Linked DNA regions of Mus musculus: region 1 is linked to region 2. Evidence: chromatin contacts called from public HiChIP or PLAC-seq data. All regions are on one chromosome and are shown on one strand. The core of a region is the stretch at or near the end of the contact, and the rest is flanking DNA. Distances in the headings are between cores, read along the strand shown. Region 1 holds the start of Fam181a (family with sequence similarity 181, member A). Region 2 overlaps Prima1 (proline rich membrane anchor 1).

Region 1 (7,452 bases), core at 2,555-5,054, 110 kb after region 2:
TGGGGCACATAGCCACAACTACCACACTGCTTGTGCTACACCAGCTCCAATGTACAGAGCAAACTTGATCCAGCTCTGTGGGATAGCAAGGAGAAGGGAAGGTGTTGGCTGCACACCAGGCAGCTCTTCTTTTTGTGGGATTTTAACCGCAGTATGAATCTTGCCAGGGACTGTGACCCCCCCTCCCCCAACCTTAAAGGCAAGGAATCCAAGACACCACTCATTGCCATAAGTCTTCAGAGTCAGTCATTTTGCCAAGTTTCATAGCTCATGCCTCCATGACCTCTGTAGAGCATGGCTATGTCCACCTGCATGCCACCCAACTTAAACTTGACGGCTTCCCCACCATCAGAGAGCAAACGAGGCTTGCTGTGCACGTGCTCACTCCTGTCAAATTCCTTCTGAAAGCCGGCCTTCCTGAGGCCCTGTGCAACGGAGGGAGAATGACTGTGTCATCTCGACCTGGAGCCTGTTATCCTCAGACTCCATCTCTGACCTCTTGCTATACTAGGGATACAGCAAGTGAGGTATCCAGGCTAGGGAATAAGATTATATCCACCCTGATTTGTATCGGGAGAAACCAGAGCATTTGCCAACTAGGGACTCCTAGTTAACACCCTGCCTCTGTTGCTGCAGGGACTGACCATACCAGGCTGTAACTGCCCGTGGTCACCTGAGGTCCCAGCAGTTCTGTGGGCACAGTCATACTGGGGGTCATTGTTAACCATGAAGTTGAGCAGCCAGGGCAGGAAGCACTCATCCCAGCAGCCAAGGGAGCTTACCCCCCCTCTCCCACCCCCCAAAACCTCCCAACCCTACTCAGGCTGATTATGGTTGACACTTGCTGCAGGCTGGACTTTGATAGAAGTGCTGCCGTTACGTAAGGGGTTGTTGCATAAGTCACCCTGTGATGCGTCGTCCCGTATTAACAGAGCTCCTGGCAAGTTGCTGGACCTCAAGTGGCCTTTGCGTGTTCCCCAAGTCAGAGTGATTGGCCGCATTCCTCCCCAGAGCTGGAGAGGTCAGAGTAAGCCAGCCCTCTGGGCAGGTATAGTCCCTGGGGAAATTAGGTCTGATTCCAGTTGACAGCTGTCAGACCGCAGCATATTGGGATGTCATAACCAAAGACTGGGACTCACTGCCAGCAGGAATCTGTCATTCCCTGTCCAGGGACAGTGGCTCTTCATTGGACAGTAATTCTTGCACCTGGGGAACGTTTAGCATACATTTATTTATACTTTTAAGTCAAGTAGGATTTTTCATTGCTGAGATCCGAGGTACAGGTCTCGGGACTGGCAGTGGGGGCTCCGAGGAGGGGAAGGTTGGCTGGTGCCCTGCTCTCCGGTTGACTTAGTCACTCTGCTCAGCTCACTTGCCTTTGGCAGAGCTCGGCAGAGACTCCTACCGGGGTGCAGCCTGGAATCCGCCCCCTGCTTTAAGCGCCATCTTCCTAGGGGGAAACAAGACAATCTCATTGATCCACTTGCAGCAGCTCTAAGGGTCCTTTGCCAAGGAACCCTCTGCTTCCATAGTCCTAGGACAAACCTGCAGCCAAGCCCTCACTGCCCTTACCTTGCTAAAGTTGGACTGCAAGAAAACAGAACCAGTCATTTCCCGTCACCAAGATGCAGGTCTTCGTTGGAATGGACAAAGCAGTTACTTTCAGAGACAAGAGGCCTTCCCCGTGCCAAGCCGACGTAGGACAGAGCACACGAAGGGCTCTGGAGAGTCTAATGTGAGCTGAGCTGGGGCTTCGTCACTGAACTGTCCTATTCCTTTCTACCTCAAGCCTGGAAAGACAGTTTAAGACAGGATTCCCACAGAGCCCACTACCGTGAGAAGCATGGCGAGAATACTACAGTGAGGCGCCTTAAGCGCACAGGCATGCTGCCGTCTCACAGGAAGCTGAATGGCCGACAGCAACACCCCTGGGAGCCATCTTTTTCTAGGAAATAAGGTCCACAGGTCACAGGCCAGGAGCAGACAAGGGCTGGATGTGTGAGGCAATCTCCCAGCATGTATGGGAAGTAAAAGGGGGGTAGTCCAAGACACGTAGAGACACACTACCTCGATGTAGGCAGCCAGGGTTCTGAGAGGCGCTGGCAGGAGCCTAACCTGGTGGCCACAGGACCCCAGAGTATATCTCCAGCAGAGTGTACCAAGAGTTTGGAACATGATGCATGGGACCCTCTCTTACCTGTCAAGATGGGCTGGGGACATGCTGCAGAATTTCCCCTTCCAAAGCCCTGACGATTAAGATAGCAGTGGCATAGCCCACAGTTAATGCAGAGGCTGCTGCAGAGGCCTTCCCCGTGCCAAGCCGACGTAGGACAGAGCACACGAAGGGCTCTGGAGAGTCTAATGTGAGCTGGTTACCAGGACAGGGGTCCTAATGCCAGCAGCACACCCTTGTTTGTTCTGCTCTGGCTCTGCACAGAGAGCATGTGGAGCTCTTGGAGTTAGAGCTGCAGCTCATTAGCCCTGGGCCGTCTCCTCCAGAGGAGGGAACTTAGGGCTACTCTAGACAGGTGCCTCATCCCTACAGCAGATGTCTCTTGGTGCCACTCCTAAGTCAGGGTATGCAACCATGCCTGTGGTATGAAGCTGTGGGCCACTATGCAGTCGGAGACAGAAGAAGATGACAGAAAGACAGGGAAAGGGGAGGAAAGTGGACCTGCGGGGGTCCACTGAGCTGGCTAGCATGGAGACCCTGCCCGGGAGCACTTCCCAGACAGTTCTCCTTCACCGGGCTGCTCTCAGCCTCACCTTCTTTCTGGGCATTTGATGGGCAGGGCCACGGCAGCCTGGGCTCCCTCACTTGCTCCAACTGAGCGGCCCTGCTTGCAGCCCTGCCGGCGTTGGCACGGTGACAGTAGCCAAGTGTGCAAACTTGTGCCATTGTCCCTGGGCCAGGGGGAGCCATGGAGACTAGCTAATATGACACAGGAAAATGTTTGCTGATGGCAATTCTATGGGCTTTGTCCACCTCTTTCTCCATCATGACGACTCGATTTAAGTCCCTAACTGTTTGACTACAAACGCAAGGGGACCGTGCAACGCCACCCTTTTGTCCGGCCGCACTGAATGGGCAATTCAGGCTTTGTGCAGCTCAATTGAGGAAGCAAACATAAAGACAAGATTCCTGAGAGCCTCGGCTCCCTTCCCATGGATATCCCAGCACCCCTCAGCCAGCCCGCCAGGGCTACCTTTCCCCACATCAGTGCACCTCTCAAATCCATCCCAGGGGGACCCTTCAGGAAGGACGGTTGAAAGAGGTGAGAGACACGAGGCCAGAGACAGAGTCAGAGAATGCACACTCAACACTCAAGGGCAGAGGAAAAGCAGCCCACTCCGGCTTACCCCATCCGATTGTCTGTCTGCACTGGAGCATGGCAGCTGGAGACCTGAAGTATCTGGGGAAGGTTGGGTGCCTGTCTCACTGTGCCCAGCCCTCCTTGATCCTGAATACTTTTTGCGCGCACACACACACACACACACACACACACACACACACACACACACCTCAAGAAACCAGGTTACTGAGGTCAAGGGGAGGAGTGGGTATGGAGACTGGAGAAAAGTGGGGCTGAAGGGTAGAAATTTACCGGGAAATGATTGCATTTGGGAGCTGTCTTTTTTTGTGATGGTCCCCATGGTGACAATTTGTGACGGCAAAGAATGTGGGACCGGGGCTCCGCCGCCTGATTGGGATGCTTTGTATCTGGAGAGGCGCTCCTGATTGGCCTGAGGGCCCCCCAGCTCCGGACTTGTCCTCCATTCAGCCCACTCAAGGGCTGTGCACAACTGCTTCTCAGCCTGCACGGAGCTCACTGCACGCCAGCTCGTCAGGCTTGCGGGGGTCTACGGTGGGGAACCTGCCGGCCACGTTGGCGGGGGGCCCTGGCCTTCACCTTCGGTCAGTACGGAGTCCCAAGTGGTTTGGCCTGGCTGGGTGGAGGGCAGGGCGTGAGCGGACTAGAGCCTTGGGGGAGGGGCACAGTACTGTGGGTGGTGGCCGAGGAGGCATGAAATTGCTGCAGATGCTTCTACAGGGGAGTCCCTGCGGCCGGCAGGGATGAGCCTTGAAGGCAGGTCTAGATTAAGTGCTAGACAGAGATCCTGCCTGGCCCTGTGTGAGAGTTGGGGGTGGAGCGTGGGGACTGCGGAGGGGGCGGGGTGGTGGGAGGGGAAGGCCACCACCAAGGAGGGGGAAGGGGGCTTGGCCTTCTTTAGAGGATTTCTTTGGCTTTGAAAATAAAAACTTGAATGGTGAGTCGTGCGCGCTGGCCTTCACGATGTGTGGGAGATGCGACCAACTGGGAATGTAGCCCCAGCAATGCCACTTGTAGCTGGGTGGCTTTGAGCAAGGTGTTTGCAGTTTCTGAGCCTTGACTTCCAGAAGAGGGCAACAGGCCCCAGAAGACTGAATGAGATAGTTGACACCTGTCTCATCTCAGATAGTCAAAAGGTGCTGAATAACGACTCACCAGCCCCATTGTGGATTCTGTTTGGGACAGAAGAATGGAGGATGTGTGCATTGGGTCCTGGTGGCCCTGGGGAAGGCGTAACTGCCCTGGAGAGACTCCTGCTGCCTATTGCATTCATTGTGTTCCCTAGGTCTGCCCTGTGCGCTCCTCCAGAGCCCATGCTCTTCATGGAAAGCCCTGCACAGTTCTCGTGGTGATGGCAGCTGACAGTGACGTGAAGATGCTTCTGAATTTTGTCAACCTGGCGTCCAGTGACATCAAGGCGGCCCTGGACAAGTCCGCACCCTGCCGCCGCTCTGTGGACCATCGCAAGTACCTGCAGAAGCAACTCAAGCGCTTCTCTCAGAAGTACTCGCGGCTCCCTAGGGGCCTGCCTGGCAGGGTGGCAGAGCCCCACCTGCAGAGGGGACCTGAAGAGAGGCCTGGACGGCCACCCCTCCATCCCTGTCCCCAATCCAGCCCCGGTGGGGGTGGGAGCTGCACAGAAAAGGCCCTGGGGACCCCCTTTAGGGAGGAATGCCTTTCTAAGGATCAGGGCTTCCGGGGGCTGAATCCAGAGGCTGCTAGACCCGGCCAGGTTCCCATGAGGAAGAGACAGCTGCCCGCCTCGTTCTGGGAGGAGCCAAGGCCCACTCTCAGCTACCCAATGGGGCTGGAGGTGGGCCTGGCCCCCAGGGAGGCATCTTTGTATGAGAATAAGAAAAACTGCAAGGGTCTGGAGTCCCTGGGGCCCGAGACTGCTCCACTGCCCATGTCCCCAAGGGTACTAGCTGACACGGAACCACTCAAGATGTCTGGGGTATCCTTGGTAGGCAGCCTGGATGCTTGGAGCTACTGCCCTTTCCAGTCCCATGGACAGCCCATCTTCCCGGGTCTCCCAGGGGTCCTGCCTCAGGGCCCAGTACCCAGTCTGGGCCTGTGGAGGAGAAGCCTGGCCTCGCCTGTGGATCTGGCCCACTTCTGCAAGGGTGTGGACACCCCAGGGCCCAAAGTGTACAGACCCGTAGTTCTGAAGCCTATCCCGACTAAGCCAGCCATGCCTCCCCCTATCTTCAATGTCTTTGGCTACCTCTAGCTGAACACCCTCAGCCCTCTCTCTTTTGGCCTCCAGGATGGGGGTCAGTCACTGACAAGCTCTCCGTGTGAGGAGGGAGCTGGGCAGGGGCCTGGCCAGGCTGCCTCAGGGACAAGGCTCCTCAGACAGGTACCTATGCGGAGGGAGCTTGCAGCTTGTGGACCAAGGCACAGGAAAACACGGGAAGTGAAACCCTAGTGTGGCAGCTGCCCATCACACACCTGTTCAGCTGCCATACCCCCCGCCCCCCCGGGGGGGGGGGCGAGGGGGCATCTCGCTTGTTCATTCTGTTCTTTGTAAATATTGAGAAAGTTAAAAAAAATTAAAAATAAAGATTTCTTTTCCAGTTTCCACCTCTCGGGTGTCATGAAGTGGGATGGTCCCGGATGCAGGGTCGGCATAGAGAATAGCTACTACAGGTGGGAGTGGCCTGAGGCTTCTGAGATGCCTGGAGGTGGGTGCTGGGAAACACATCTTGATTCCTAGGAAGAGGTGAGAGGGGATGCGGGAAGGGCTCGGGGGAAGGATGTTCGGTCCAGACATCTGAAGGGAGAGGTGGGCCAAGTCCGGATTCCCATGGTTCATGATGCTCAGGGAGGTAGAGATATAATTTTGGTGTGTCTGACTGTGCCAGAGTGGCACAGTGCTGGTCAGAGAGAAAACCAGGACAAATGGGACGTCAGTTTCACGTGACCAAGACAAGTGGTTTGACCAAGCCGTTCCTTTTAAGCATGAGCAGTGATTATATGTCCACAGTGAACCAAACCAAGCCCAAATTCCAGAGCTCCAGAACCCCAAAGGCACAGTCTTTTGACTGATCCAATCATATTCTGATTTCTCTCAGCCATAGCAATGAAGTGTTATCTGTGGCTCAGCAGAAGTGTGTGCTGGGGGAAGGAACAGGCTTATCCTGATAGCCCCCAGACAGCAAAGCTTCCTGACCAGCACGGGTCTAGCTAGGCATGCTCTAACGAGGATGGGCTACACAGTTTATCAAATTATGCTCTTCACAGCCAAGACTCGTGCTGGGCAAGCCTCTGCTCCCCACACAGGGAAACTCTGTCACGTACGCTGATGTATTCAGTACTGACTGTCTCCCTCATGGCCTGCCTCCGAGATGGTCCTTAGCTAACTGGGCATCCAGGATTAGAGGCCGCACATGGCCCTTCGCCTCTAGCCTACTTTTCCCCCAAGGCCCACCAGAACAGCGAGTCCACCGGAAAGGGGGCAGCTGGCAAAGGAGATGTGAGTGGTGTTCTGGATCTTTCTGCCTAAAGGCACCAGAAGATTTCCGAGTCACAGTTGCTGACATGACACATGTCCTCAGTCATTTTCTGGCATGTGAGAGGGCAGGTCCTTAGGCTATGCTTGGTCTCAGAGATCACTGAGGGTCCAAAAGCAGGTGTGTGCCCTCTTTTACCCCAAAGCACCATCACAGAGACTCTCTGAGCCCACTGCAACAGTTCTCAGCCTCCCCCAGACTGTATAACAGAGCTCAACACCCCAGTCCTGCCAGCTACTACTCAAGATACTTGTCTACACTGAAATGTCCTCACCCCAAAAGTGAGACGGGGCACAGACTTGCTACATGGGCTGTTTATAGATAAGGGTCTGGTCCTCCTGTTACGTGAAGTTGTCTCCTGCACTTAGGCACCTAGAGGTCCTTCCATGCTGGCAGGTTAGAAAGTCATACTTCAAAGCTGCTCACTGCCATGGGTGCCTTGGCTATCCCACCATGACACTCCTAGAGCAGGAGCCATCCTGCAGAGTCACATGTTCTCGGGTGCTGCTGAGCCCCACCCTGCCCAAGTCCTGGTACATCGGTGTTTTCCTGCTGGGGCTTGCCTTCCCCAGCGGTACCTGCAGGTCCATTCCTTTAAAAGCCGAAAG
Region 2 (7,369 bases), core at 1,066-3,565:
TGAGATACCACATGGTCGTGAGGTGTGAATATCATTTGTGGGAGGGGCTGTGGACAGAGGTTGCCCACATGGCACCTGACCCACTGAGGGTCTGGGTATCTGCTTGTCTGAGGCTTCAGACAGCAGAATACAGAGCTACGAAACAAACATGTAAGTCCTTGGAAATAGCCTCTACCTAGTTTACTCTGGTGACAGGCACACACAGACCCCTGCTCTTGGGACTGGTTCCCAAGGTGACCTTGGCACCCCAGAAAACCCTTGTCCTGGGTTTCCAGAAGACTTTCCTAGTCTGGGCTCCCTGTGCCCACTGGAGGCTGAGGCAGTGGAATAGAGGGTTAGCTTGAGGCCAGCCTGGGCTACATCATGAGATCCTGTCTCAAATTTATCTACTGAACCTACAGTTTGGGGAGGGAACTAGACTGACAAGATGACAAATAGGGGAAGATAGGGTTGAATAGGACAAGGTCTGAGCCCAAAAGCTTTGTGTGTGACTAGATAGCCTGCAGCCCTCTGGGACAGAAGGAATAGACAAATGTGACCATATTGAACAGTGACCTTGATAGGTCCAGGCACCTCCTTGACTCAGTCAATGGTGGCATCTGCACTACCACCCCAAGGTACACAATGACCCGCCCAAGCTCCAATTCCCAAAGCCCTAAAGGCTCAATACTGTCGACTGGAATTGGGATTCACCATGACCCCTCTGAGTACCCGCAGCAGGCAGTTGTCCCTAGGCCTAGGGACCATTAGCCCTCCTGCCTGGGGTCAGGTGAGTAGTGTATGGCTAAATAATCTTTATCATTTATAAACACTCCATGTCTCTGTTAATGGAGGCTGCACATAGTGGGTAGTCACAAAGTACTTTAGTAGGGGAAGACTCCATCCACTTCGGTGTCCAAAGCCAGGTCTGTGCCCAGAGTTACTGGGTCTCAGGGCCTCTGAGCCTGTCTGTCTGTCTGTCTGCCTGACCTTCTGACCTCAGCAGGACACAGACATCAAATCCCCACATCCCCACCTCCTCACTCCCCAGGAAGGGCAGACAGGGGTGCAGAGGCTCATCCATCGTCAACGTTGGCTGAGCACCCCAACATGATGAGAGATGGACTTTGGTACCACACAGTCCCGGACTCAGATTCTGATAGGATAGCAGCTTCCTAGCTCCTTGGGGACTCAGTTTCCTAATCTGAAAATTTCAGGAGCACTGGGGAAAAGGTTGGGAGACAAACTAAGGACACAGGACAGAGAGAAGAACCCACAGCGTAGCCTGAAATTTCCGGGGGTCTATTGTTTGCGGAGGTCATCTTGTGACCTGAGCTCTAGCAGTAACTCCCCTTCTCCCCACGGGGGTGGGGGGGGATGTGGGTGCCCAGGTTTGTGCAGTGGCTTGGCTCGAGCCCTCCCTCTCCTGCCCCGGTGCAGGGCTTGAGGCCTGCGGGTCCTAGCACACCCTCATTCTAAGATTTCTTTTGTCATTCTTCTTGGTTTTGAACTGTTAAAGTGATATAATTACGCAGGCGTGTGGACTCAGGAGAGAAAATTAAATATCTGAGATGCTAACAATTATTCTAGCAATAATGAGAAATAACTTTTGGAGCTCAGGGATTAGAGAAGGAAAACATTCCCTAATCGTATTTCTCAGAAATATTATTAATGACTGCTGCCCTTGGGAGCTTGGCGGTGTTTTCTGCATGGCTCTTGTGTTTGCTGAAACAGATGTAGATCTTACAGAATCAAACATCCTAACCCTTGGGAAGGTATGTCTGTGATCGGCTCTGAAATAGTAAAGGTACGAGAACAAAGAGAAACCGCTGTAGCTGTTACAGCAAATTCATGACAAGCATTAAACGGGTTAGGGACAGAGAGGGTCCCCTGCTCATCCGCCCCACTCCTTAACTGGATAGCAATCTTTATCATTTACCAAAGTGACCTGGCAGCTGAAGACTTCCCAGCCCCGCTGGGCTCCAGTGGCACGGTGGCTGGACACTCACCTCTTTATGGCTTTGTAGCAAATGATGACCAGGACAGTCAGAAACACCAGGGAGGCACAGACCACAGCGACAATGATCACCAGACCAGACCACCAGCTGTCCTCTGCAGGGCAGGAGGTAGAGTTGGGAGCTGAAAGAGACCAGCATCCGAGTGTCTCTGAGTGAGAGGTGGATCTCTGTGGTACTGGTGAGGGAGTGGCACTCACAGCTATCCATCACCCCAAGGAAGGCCCTCTGACCTTTCCTGCCTTCCCTACCCCCCACCTCAGCAGGTGACATCATGCTTGGCCCCCAGCCAGCCCCTCCCCCACTCAGTGCCTCCACCCCGCCTTGGCAAGCTCAGAGCAGGGGTTGAGCGCCTGGCTAAGCAGGCCTCCATCCTCCCAGGCCTGAGCTAACTGACAGCAGGGTCGGGCTTAATTTCCCATGAAAAATAACAGAACATCTCATTCTCTCGGCCAAGGCATTAAATCCGGTGCCTCTGTGGTTGGGGGTGGGGTGGCAGGCTCGCAGGGGACTTAGGAAGAGAAAGGAGGGAGGCTGGCCCCTCCATGTGCTTCTGAACTGAGTTTCTTTGAGAGGCAATTGCTCTTCATGCCTGGATTTGGCCCAGGTGATGCCACCGTCACAGTCTGCATGGAAGGGGCCCAGAACACATATCCATAACCATGTAACATGACAGCTAATTCCACAAGGACTTCCTGTCCTCACACTACCCATGAGGAGTCTTAGGGTAAGCCCATTCCCTGGTTGGTCTGGTAGTGTTGATGCTCACCTGGAGAACAGGTCTCAAGAGACTGCTTATTTCTCCCATGACCCCCAGTAAAACAAAGAGAGAGCCCATCTCTGTCCCAGAGGCCTGGGTATTAACAAAAGGACTGAGGGTGAGGAGGCAGAGGGAAGGTGAGGGAAGAGAGGAGTGGGCAGACCACACAGACGGACAGACAGACAGATAGGCTGCACAAGAATCACAGCTGTATCTCCAGCTCTGTACTAGGCATCCTGAAGGAGGCCACAGCATGTACAGAGCCAGTGAAAGATGCCCGTGAACCCAGGGATGTGTCCAGGGGGAATCCTGCCTGTTAACAGACCTTCCGACAGCTTTAACAGATGTCTACACCAGTAGAAGCCACACTCATGGTTCCTAAGACTTTCAAAATACCCTTGAGTCTCTTCCTCAACAACCCCTAACCTGGGACAGCCATCCTAACGATGGCTAAAATAATAGATAAGATTTATTTGCTCCTGGCACTCATGTAAATCAGATCACATGAAAGGCATTCTAGCTTGTGTCTGTTTGTTTGTTTGTTTGTTCTTACATCTGCTTTATTTATTTAGCAACGTTGGGATTTACCAAGGTAGTTATACAGTTCAGTAGTTTCCCCTTTTTTTGTGGATGAGTTGTGTGTGTGTGTGTGTGTGTGTGTGTGTGTGTGTGTGTGTGTGACAACTGTTTGTCCATTTACCTGCTGATGGACTCTTAGGCTGTTTGCAGATTTTTGGTCTGTAAGAGAAGCTTCAACAAGTGTCTGTGAGGGAGTCTTTTGTATATACAGAGGTGTTTCATGTGCTTCTTGAGTAAACACATTTTAATATGGCCCTATGGGTGTGTGTTTATGTGTGTATGTGTGATGTGTGTGATTAATATCATAAGCAAACACCTAGATGTCTTTCCCAGATGTTCCCACTCTGGTACCCTCCCAGGCAGAACCAAGAACAAGCAGACTAGAGAGAAGGAAGATCCAGGAAGACATTCTATGACTTCCAGGGGATCGGTCGGGGCTGCCCATTAACAAATGTACTGTCCCCAGCATGGACCTCAGCTCCTCACAGGTCCTGAGTCGAACCACTCTGGGTGATACACTGAGGCAAGGACCAGGCTGCTGTCAGCTGGCTGGAGCTGGTCTTAGGTACTAAGTCCCTGTGGACTCTGAAGGATGCTGAAGAGCCAGCAGGATGCTCATGTTCTCATTCATGAGCTCAGTCAATGATTTGGTTGATAGAGAAAAAAAAATCAAACTTCAAATCTCCACCTTTGAGAGCATCCTTGACTTGGCAGAGTCTTCTCGGGGTAAACTGATGGAGCTTAGCTCCCTGCCCACGGCTGCAGTGTCTATACTGTTCCAGCACCTGCAAAGGACTGCCCCTTCTTTTCATGGATGAGGAAGCTCTTCTGTGACTCTGTCCCAGGTGCTGACCTCTTTGGGGGGCATCCACCCAGCATGTTACAGCTGCCGTCTTCCTGTGTGTAGTTTCAGTGTGTGGCTACACCTCGGCCTAGTGTCCCAGAGCACAGAAAGGGGAAGGTGTTCTTTTGGGTCACTACAACAAATGATCTCATCAGCTAGGGATGGTCACAATGAGCTAGATGCACCTAAGTTAGAATTGTCCCTCAAAGGTGCCAGCAAAGCCCTCCTTAGAGATTCCGTCCACAAGCCAGGTTTTAAGCCTCGGTCTGGAATTTGGCAGAGCCAAATTTCCTTACACTTAAGGTGGGGATTTTCTTTTGACGGTCCTTTTTCAAAGCATTGCTACTAGAAGCAGCTAGCTCTGGTTGTGTGCCCTTCTGTCTGAGACCAGTGGGACCCAGTAGGTGCAGATGAGCACTGCACATGCAGAAGGAGACAGCCCATCGTGAAGAGGAGTCCTTTCCAGAGACCTAGTTGAAGCACAAGTCACAGATTTTGTTCACAAAGCCAAAGATAGATTCGAAGATGGCATTCGCATTTGTCCTTGCTTGAGTTGACTAGAGAATGCCGGGGCTAGAGGAAGCCCGGGTGTTGTCACTTCAGGACAGAGATTGAACATTGAAGCAACTTATGTGAGGACTGGAGAGGGGCCCTGAAGCTGTTGGAGCTTCTTCATACTAGCTCTGTCACTGCCTCAGTTTTCCTCAGTACCCCTGCAAAGACGATTACCAGGTGGGCAGGCTGGAGGCTCATAATTAGAGGTAGCCTCCTCCTAGTGCTCATTCATGTGTGCGTGCATGCATTCCCTTGGACACGAACTGAGCATGCTCAGTGTTTACTGCTAAGCGCTGGGGGGCGGGGGGGGGGACACAGAGATGAATCAGACACAAGCTGTCCTTGGCCAGACCTGGCGCCAGCTGCCTCGGGATGATTATGAAGCTGACTAAGACCTGATCCTCTTGCAATGAGGAACCAGCAATCTCCAGAAGAAGAGACAGCATGCATAGACTGCCAGCCAGTAGCCAAGGAAAGGGCAACCTGCACTTTGAGATGGCAATCCTAGGTGACAGGCAGGTGGCCAGGCAGGGGAACGCCAAGGCTCAGGAAAGAGCTGCTGTTTTCTGTCATTCCCTTTAAACATGACAGAAAGGCAGGAGCTGTCACCTCAGGAGTCATGTCACCCTTTCCTGAGCCCCAGAGAAGTTGACCTATCAGTCAGCAATTCTGACCTAGTGCAGATGATGGTCAGGTAGCCACAGGGGCACTGGGGAAGGGCCCAGGCTCAAGTCTGCTGTGCCAAGAGAGTCTTGTTCTTTCTAGTCAGCCTATGCCTCATGAAACGGCTGGGAATTCCCAACCTGGACTAGGCCCTGGACACCATGGTTAAAAGCTTTCAGAGTTCTCCTTCAAGGCAACACAGGGTATGGGAGTGTGTTTTGCTGACTCTCCTGAAATATCCAGAAAGTTCCAAATATACGAAACAATGAGCAACAAGACAGTGGCCCACAGAGAGCTTAGCTTAAGACCTGGAGCTCTGAAGCCATTAAAAAAAATGTATCAAGATGTAGGCACAGGCCAGGAGTTTCTGAAAAAGACTCAGAGCCCAGGAAATAAACTTAAGAACCACCCATAGTGATCATACACCACTAAGAATCGTTTGCACAGCAAAGCAAACCATCGTCAGAGTGAAGAGATGACCTGCTAAAAGTCTTTGCCGTCCACACATCAGATGGGATTATCCAGATTATATAAAGAGCTGAAAAAAAATTTGACAAGCCACCCAATCAATAAGTGGGCCAATGAGCTAAATAGAAAGTTCCTGAAAGAAATGGAAGTGGTCAATAAGTCCCTGGTGTCCAACATCCTGAGCCATCAAGGAAATGCAAATTAAAACAACTCTGAGATTCCTTCTCGAACCTGTCTGAATGGGTAAGGGGAGGAGGGGTCTGGATCCTGGAGGTGGGGATGCAAAGGGGGGCAGACCTAAGGGGACTGAGAGTAGCTGCCTCGCAGAAACCTAACACTAGAAACAACACACAGCTCTACTGCATCACTGGGTCCACGTCCGAAGGAATCTAATTCCTGCCACGGACTGGCTTATCCATCCATGTTCATTAGCCAAGACATGGGACTAACCTAGGTGTCTATCAGCAGATGAACAGATAAAGAAAGCATGGTCCATCCAATGGGACTTACTTCAGCTGTAAAGAAAGATGAAGCCTTTATATCTGAAAACAAAATGAAACAGAACAAACAAACCAACAAACCAAGGATGAAACCAGAGATTATTAAATGAAACTAACCAGATTCAGAAAGATGAACACGGTTTTCCCTTAGATGTACAATTAAGATTTAAGTGTGTGTGTGTGTGTGTGTGTGTGTGTGTGTGTGTTGTGCCCATGCACGAGTGTAGTCTGTGAAAGTAGAAAGAAGAACATGAGAGGGGAGGAAGATCTGTCATACAGGAGGAGTGGGGAAAGGAGAGGACAGAGAAACCATGTAACCTCAAAGCAGAAGGGGAGATTCAGCAGGGGCAGGACGGGAATGGAAAGAGTGAAGGGTGGGGAGAAGTGGGTGAACAAGATCAGCGTGTAATGGTACAAATGTATGAAAATGCCACAATGAGGCCTATTACTTTTTCTATCAATTTAAAATGACAGTGACTCTGACTGTGATAATGGTGATGATGATGATGATGGTGGTGGTGGTGGTGGTGGTTATGATGGACAGTGACCCTCAGCTTTCCGCCTCAAGGAATTTCTTAGAGCAGTGTAGGAGGGAGGACTCTAGGCAGTGACCAGGACAGAGGTGGTCTCTGCCCTGGGGAGTTCTGGGAAGAGTAGAAGAAGCCAATGAAAAGCAGAGGTGCCACGAGGACATCAGTCATATGTGTGGTGAGCTCGAGGATGGGAAGAAAGATCAACAGATGAGGATTCACAGGAACCCGGAAAGGAAGCAGGTAGATGTGGCTTGTCAGATGCACCCGGTGGGTGGGCATTTAAGGGGGCAGAGGAAATCAGTAAGCCTCCCTGGGGGGCTCGTAGACTTCACGACACACAACCACATACTGTGGTGCCCTGGCTCATTTACTCCCTGTTAGCAGTGGGGAAACTGAGGCTTGGTGGAGCTGAGTCAGCACATACTAGTGGGTAGCCTGAGAGAGCCAGCTATGCGAGGCAGGAATGAATTAAA

The links. HiChIP or PLAC-seq counts read pairs in DNA pulled down with a chosen protein or histone mark.
Region 1: an H3K4me3 HiChIP or PLAC-seq map of embryonic midbrain shows a contact between it and region 2, with 3 times the contacts expected there. The contact joins the promoter of Fam181a here to the enhancer-like site in region 2. A contact is called at or near these places in 1 of 15 datasets of contacts at CTCF or cohesin (embryonic stem cells), 6 of 484 Hi-C or Micro-C datasets (the HL-1 cell line, the N1E-115 cell line, cortical neurons and 3 more), 1 of 115 datasets of contacts at active chromatin or transcription factors (embryonic midbrain) and 4 of 9 other capture datasets (adipose tissue, embryonic stem cells, liver and 1 more).

What each region holds. Positions count from the first base shown.
Region 1 is chr12:103,311,155-103,318,606 of GRCm38.p6, forward strand. Fam181a (family with sequence similarity 181, member A) reads left to right here and starts at 3,805. Exons shown (of 2, transcript NM_001195726.1): 1 at 3,805-3,916; 2 at 4,618-5,911. The coding sequence starts at 4,684. The coding sequence ends at 5,562. Gm29508 (predicted gene 29508) reads right to left here and starts at 3,615. Exons shown (of 3, transcript NR_136894.1): 1 at 3,361-3,615; 2 at 1,573-1,790; 3 at 1,214-1,450.
Region 2 is chr12:103,200,661-103,208,029 of GRCm38.p6, forward strand. It overlaps Prima1 (proline rich membrane anchor 1), which reads right to left. Exons shown (of 5, transcript NM_133364.2): 4 at 1,989-2,118. Among named protein-coding and RNA genes, the nearest start is that of Prima1, 38 kb to the right of the region's middle. Within about 2 kb of position 2,316, at least 37 of the 459 cell types and tissues checked have an H3K27ac peak or open chromatin away from gene starts, as enhancers often do. A contact at or near this core is called in the N1E-115 cell line and muscle stem cells, where this site is marked.